Regions from separate parts of the Oryzias latipes genome. Here region 1 is linked to region 2. The links are chromatin contacts, called in public Hi-C maps. All regions are on one chromosome and are shown on one strand. Each heading gives the region's core, a stretch centred on a gene start, on an enhancer-like site or on the middle of the called end of the contact. The rest is flanking DNA. Distances are from core to core; before and after follow the strand shown. Region 1 overlaps LOC101169470 (CD166 antigen homolog A). Region 2 holds the start of LOC101169221 (zona pellucida-like domain-containing protein 1).

Evidence for each region. A called contact is a pair of places that touch in the nucleus more often than the background predicts.
Region 1: a Hi-C map of embryo shows a contact between it and region 2, with 2.3 times the contacts expected there. The contact joins the enhancer-like site here to the promoter of LOC101169221 in region 2. A contact is called at or near these places in 5 of 5 Hi-C or Micro-C datasets (embryo, fibroblasts and gastrula embryo).

What each region holds. Positions count from the first base shown.
Region 1 is chr13:12,308,751-12,312,288 of ASM223467v1, forward strand. It overlaps LOC101169470 (CD166 antigen homolog A), which reads left to right. Exons shown (of 16, transcript XM_004075351.3): 12 at 2,240-2,372; 13 at 2,985-3,014; 14 at 3,353-3,464. Among protein-coding and RNA genes, the nearest start is that of dyrk1a, 15 kb to the right of the region's middle. Within about 2 kb of position 1,536, at least 1 of the 8 cell types and tissues checked has an H3K27ac peak or open chromatin away from gene starts, as enhancers often do. A contact at or near this core is called in embryo, where this site is marked.
Region 2 is chr13:12,186,567-12,189,673 of ASM223467v1, forward strand. It overlaps LOC101169221 (zona pellucida-like domain-containing protein 1), which reads left to right and starts at 1,643. Exons shown (of 10, transcript XM_004075350.4): 1 at 1,643-2,184; 2 at 2,662-2,882; 3 at 2,969-3,107. The coding sequence starts at 2,046.

The DNA.
Region 1 (3,538 bases), core at 286-2,785, 120 kb after region 2:
CCTGGACAGAGACACAGCTGAAGAGCTTTAGTTTGTTTGTTTGACGGAGGACAGTTTCCTCAACAAAACTTTCATCTGAAATCAGAGAACATTTCAATGGATCAGGAGTCTGCTGAAGAATAAATTAGTCCACATGTGTCACAGGTTGAGGTTTAATGTCTAATGAAAGTCCAGTGATGGGGTTTGATTTTACTTTATTTAAAAAAATTAAAACAAGATTTACTGTTTTTAAGTTATTTTAGATAACAGATAAACACAAATAACTTAAAAGTGACATTTAGTTAAGTAGCACCAAACTGCAGTTTCTGTTTTCCCATAAAGTCATGCTTTGTTGGTTATTCCCACCAAACTCTTCTAGAGTAAGAACCAATGTTCTGCATTGAACAGAGTGTTTATGTAAATATTCCTGCAGGGTTCACAAAGGGGGGAAAGTTTCACTTGAAGCTGCAGTAGAAGTTATAGTCCCAGCTTTTCTGATTGTTTACGGATGCTCCCCCCTGCAGCCCTTTTCTGATTCTGTACACGGCGAAGGCAGAGTGAGAGTGTTTCACCTCTCAACAGACAGTCAATTAAAGCACAGAGAGAAGTTTGGTTGTGGCTGACTGCTAATCAGAGGAGACCTGGCCTCAGAGCAGGTTGGGCTTTACCCCAAACTACTTTCCTTAGAAAGAAGCAACAAGAAGAGGAGCAAGGACTAGGTTTAAAATACGTTTTGAACTCATGTAGACTGTGTAGAATTTTATACTATTGGCATTAGTCAGCCTAAAACAGCAGGAGATAACCTTTTCAAGCAGATATTCTCGTAAACGGGCAAGCTGTTTTATCTTCTTTTAAAAGGAAGTCTACAAATATTTCAGAACATCGGTTGCATCTATGATAAATGGCCTATTTTCTGGATCGCTTTAACACAGCTTAAATGGCCACCTTTTTACTTGCTAACATTAGCAAATAAAAGTCAACGCCAGTTGTGCTTTATTGGGTTTGAAAACAGTGGCAGGAGGTGTTATTTACTGCGCTGTCTGACCAACACGGCTCTGTCATTTACTAACATCTGGGGCAGCATCAGATCATCAAGGTAGGACAAGACGACTCATCAGAGGCATTTTTATGAGTGGGTTTGCACAGTGTGCTTGTTATCTTCCAGCTCAGTGGAAGTTAGCTGTTTATTTACTGAATTAACAATATCGGATAGAACAAGCAGCGTCCCACCTTTTTCTTGACGTTCCCCCGCCTCCATCGCCTTGACTAAGAAACAGAATAAAGTCTCTTTTGTTTGTCCTCTACTGATTTATGCTTTTGCAGGTAAGTCGAAATTGGATGCTATAGTATTTTATTCAATTCATTATGATCAGTGTAACCATTTTTGGAAAAATCTGGATATGGTAGACATGTATATATATTAAAGTGTTTTTTTTTCATTGCTTTTCTTTAAACAAACCTGGTCAGCATCAGCAGGGAAGCTGGAATAGGAGGGCAGCCTGCTTGAATGTCCTGAGTTGGTAGCTTGTGCTGCAGCTCAAGTGCATTTTCCCTGCTCCCTGCATGCCCCCCTTTGTTTTTCTGAGCTGTCAGAGGTCTAAACGTATCTGTTTTGAACACTTCCAGGTGGCCGTGTGCAAAAGTGGCAGCTTTTCCTTTTCTTTTCCTTTTTTTCAAGCCTCCGTCTCTGTTTTAGCCCTGTTTTTTTCTTTTTATTAGCATTCTTCTATTTGTGGGAAGCGCCTGTGTTTTCTCTGATGGACGAGCAGTGTGAATTACATTTAAACCTTGGGGAGTGCACAGGATGCTTTTCAGCCCTCTTTTCACTCTCAAACCACAACAATAAATTTAAAGCCTGAAGCTGCGTGCGATAATTCACTCATTTAGAAGCTGCAGCGAGCTCTTTTCACTTGCAGGACACATTTTGATTGTTTCTCTTTTTTTCTCCACTGAATCCCTTCAAGCCTGTTCAGTGAAAGAATCATGTGAGGCTTCAACACAGAATCATTAGTCTGACTTACAGGGTTGCAGCATTCTTTTGTATGTGTTGAGGATGTGAATGAGGTGCTGGCAGTTTGTCTTTGTCTGGGGTTTTCCTCTGAGATGCAACAAGCCTCCATCCCACAGGCACAAGCTGCTGCTCTGTCGCTGAAAAAAGACTGAGTCATTTGTCTTATATTGCCACCTAGAGGCAGAAGGAGAAACTAATAGATCAGGGTGTTTTCATTTTTTTCTCTATTTCTTCATCTGTCTTGTGCAGATTACTGAAAGTCCCTTCAGCAACGGAAAGATAATCCAGAAGTTTGCAGTTGTGCCATCTGAAAACCTCACCGTCCAATGCACAGTGTCCAACAAGTTTGGCAGTGATTCGAAATCTATCGATGTGCTTCCTTGTAAGTACAAAGAGAAGATGTTCTTGCTTTTCCCCGTCTCACTGTCCTTTCTCCTAATCGTCACTCTGGAATCTATTTTATTAAGTTTTATTTCTATTGTGTTATCTTAATTTAATGTTTAGATACGTTAAATAAAAAAATAAAAAAACATATTCTTAAGTTCATTCCGTTTACAGGGGATTTTAAACCTCTGATTATCCTTTTTTAAGTTTAACTAGTGGGTTTAGTTGTTTTATTTTTGAAACAATTACTGAGAATATAAATCATAACAGAAATATGTAATTCTGCTAATAAATGTAGTGTATGAAAATTCCTGATCTGTATTGCAGCACTGTTTGTCGGCTTCTGCCTCCTCATAACTTTTGCATGCGCTTTGAACTTCTTCCAAATCCATCTCATCCTTTGTTCCTTCCTGGGTTTCACTCTGGTTCGGGACAGATCTTCACACAGCGTCTGTGTGTGTTGGGATGCTGGATTTCAACAGTTCCCTCTTTGCATGCAAACTAGAATAGAAGTAGAGTTGTAGCTTTTCTATCCAAAGAAAACCCTTTTTTTTATTTTCTCTCTTTCTGTTTTGGTTGAACGTTAATTTTATTTCATATCTGATTTCAGTATTAAAGGATGTGACATTCAAATACCAAGGTAAGTTGTAGCAATCTTTTTGCTTGTTAGAAACTGTGGGAGGGGAAGGAGCTAAGACAACAAGGGAAATAGACATTTCTAGGTTTTTAACCAAGCGCTGTACTTGTCTTCTTTCAAAAATGCCCCTTGAAACAAGAGAACTGGAACGCCCAGCATCCTGACTAGATATCAGCATTGTCCGTGAAGAGCTGGATGCCTCATTAATGCCCCAATCAATATTTCATAATCATGCGCAGATGTGTCCACTCATTGATGCATTGTGATTTCCTTACATGCAGCCAGTCTGGAGCCTTGCACAGAAATCTGGCAGGTCTCTCATTTCTTTGTTTTGGTTACAGACACGCATGTGAGCAGAGATCAAACCAAGCTGGTAGTTGGAGTTGTGCTGGGCCTCCTCGTCGCCACTGTGCTCATTGGCCTGGCGTACTGGCTTTACTTGAAGAAATCCAAGTAAGAAGTCTATTCAAATCTTTCTGGAAGTGTCTCTCTCTGTTAATCTTCCTCATGTTCTAACATTTCTGTTT
Region 2 (3,107 bases), core at 393-2,892:
ATAGTATTGAACTGAACCGTCCCATTTTCTTTAACATAACTTTTTTTTAATTTAAATTTGCTGGTAGCTATATTTTATCTTTCTACAAGTAATCTTCAAGTAATCCTTTTAAGGGAATGTAATCATTCATCCACTTGTTTGTTTTGTTGAAGACTTCCTCTTAAATGTCTTTCAGCAGACTTCTTTAGTTCTATCAAGGCTGAAAGCCTTCTTCACTCCTCAGTGTTGGCATGAGGCACTCTGAGGAATATGTTCCTGTACTGCATTCTTCACTCATAGAAATCAACTCAGCACTGTATATGTAAAAGCTTTTTGAAATGCAAATTGTCAAGTGATTTCATTTAGTCATTTTTCTATGCCACAGTCCAGGTTTTCCTTAAATTATTTATCTGAAGGCAAAAAATATGATTTTGAAGGACCTCCTGCAAATCCAGAAGACTTCAATCGATAAAAGATCACTCAGTGTACTCCGTCTTGAATGGGGATGATAGTTATTAACCTATTCTTTATTCAAGAAACAAAGTATTGGTTAGGTGTCGAAATACGTTGAAATAAAAGGACTAAACACATGTGATTCAAGCTGAAAGAAAAAAACTTTTTAAAAACCCAAACACAGTTTGAAGATATGTCCTATTCATGCAAACTGGGCTTCCTTCAAGTCCCTTATTTGTATCAAGCAAATGTAAATAGATCATAAACTCATAAATGAACCAAAGCAGCCAGGATTACTGAAAATTAAGTCTTTAATACAATTTTATGCCTCTGAGAACTTTGGTGCCAAGAAATTAAATATCAGACTCAATAAACCTCTTGATCTGGTTCTAAATTCTTCGTTTTTCCATAACAGAAATTATAGTTTGTGTGTTCTACATTATGAGTAGCTAGAACATGCATAATTGAAAACACGTATAAAGATGTCAAAGTATCATAATCTTTGCAGAACTGCCGGGATGATATGACATGATGTCAAAAAGATTTGTGATGCCCTGTGCTAATTAGTAATTTAGTTCAAGAAGTTTGTGATTAAAAAAAGTAAGAAGACTTTTGTTCTGTTTGCTCTTTAAAATCTAAAATGTGCTAAAGGGAAGTGTGTGATTTATTGATCCACATTTTGCTGAATTTCTATGTCAAAATGGCTTGTTCAGAAAATTATTTTTCTTAAATCATGTAGATCAAGTAGCAAACATACAGAGTAATTCACATTTAAATTCTACAATGCTTCTCTCAGAGCTGCACTCAGTACTCTTACTCTAAGTGATGCCTTATGCATCACAATTACCCACACACAGCTCTGCATCAGACCGTGAGCTGACTTTTGTGTTCCTGTGAATGTGCACCACAGCAGCAGCCGATGACAGCTTAATTCCCGAGCCGGACCCCCCCTCGCTGAGGCCCACCGTTTGTGTGAAATGACAGACGGAGATCAGACTGAGGAGAGATGAGTGGGAACCCACCGAGCCCGCTCAGGTTTCCTGGCGCTGTGAAAAGATTTGTCCTGTCCATTCAGATCTGACGGAGGTTCCCATGTCCTGCATGGTGGGGGTTTTGTTGAAGTATCTTTCTCATCTGTGTGCCCACAAGAAATGTAGGAGAGGCTGACGCTGGGCTAATTCCTCAATGTCAACATGCAACAGTTTTGAGATCTCAACTAATCTGGTTGAAACGTGTTAAGGATAATGACTTAGTTAAAAGGCAGGAGATGAGTAAACAGGTGTGGTTGGGGGTAATTTTTCGGTGTCTTTGTGTGTCTTTGAGGGAGGGATGGTGAAGGAGGGAGTGGAATGAAATGAGCTGGAAAGAGGGATGACCTCAATTTAAAAAGGGTTGGGTAAAGGGTCAACACAAGCAGTAAAAGGTGCAGAGGGAACAGTGGAAGAAGGATTAGGGGACCTGGAAGGAGGAGGCTGAACCGCAGTGATCGAAGCAGCTAGAAGTAGACGAGGAGGCAGGGCAGCTTTGTTTTCCCAACATTTCATTTTGACATAAAAGCCGTCTTCTGACATCGAATCGAGAAATGAGGGCATCGCAACGCTGACCCTCTGAAGATGATACTGGGCACACTTCTGTCAGGCGCCGAAATGGCGCGAATGGGCTTCATTTTCCTGCTGATGAGCAACGCAACCTCAGTCTCCACACAGTTCAACGGATTCAACTGTGACGCCAATTACCACAGCCGCTATCCTGGTGAGAAAACTGCAAAGCATCACCTCCACCGTCCATTCTGTAAACACATGTTGAGCAGATACAACATTCATAAAGCTCACAAAAAGTGACAAACTAGCAAATCAGCTTAGGTTCAGGAGGAAAAAGTTTTAGAGCAGCTTTTCTTTTGCAGATGTTGATTGACAACTTTTTATTTTTTTATTCTAAAACAATGTAGGATCTTTTTGAAACTCATCTGATGTTATAGGAATAAACTTTTTCTTAGGAGACAAATATGTTGTTGTTCAATGTCAATGGATTAATTATTTCTCCTGTTGTTTTTCTTAGTATTTCTTATTTTCTTAAGAAATACGATGATGTACACACGTTATTTTTGTTTGTGTGAATTACACTGCTCAACAGAAATGTCAAAGGCTCTGCATTTTCTTATAAGTTATCTTTAAAAAAAATGCAGAGATGATCACAGACTCTGCTCACGCTTCTTCTCTGGCGCTCCAGCTGAGAGGGACATCAGTGTTTACTGTGGGGTTCAGACCATCACCTTGAAGATCAACTTTTGTCCAGTGCTCTACTCCGGCTACACCGCTGCAGATCTGGCTCTGAACGGACACCACAGTGATGCTCAGTGCAGAGGCTTTATCAATAACAACACGTTCCCCACAGCTGTGCTGTTCAGCATCAGCCTCAGCACCCTGGAGGCCTGCGGTAACAGCCTAGTGGTAATGTGCAGCGAATCCCTCCAGCATGGTGATAATATGATGGATGCTGTGTTTGCTGAAAGTGGCTGAGATGTGTCTCTCTGCAGGTCAGCACGGCCTACGGGACCAACGCCTACGGGAACATGTCTCTGGTACAAATTGGAAATGTCTCGGGCTATATTGACACTCCTGATCCACCCACTATAATCAGCTACCTGCCTGGCCTGCTGTATAAATTCAGCTGCA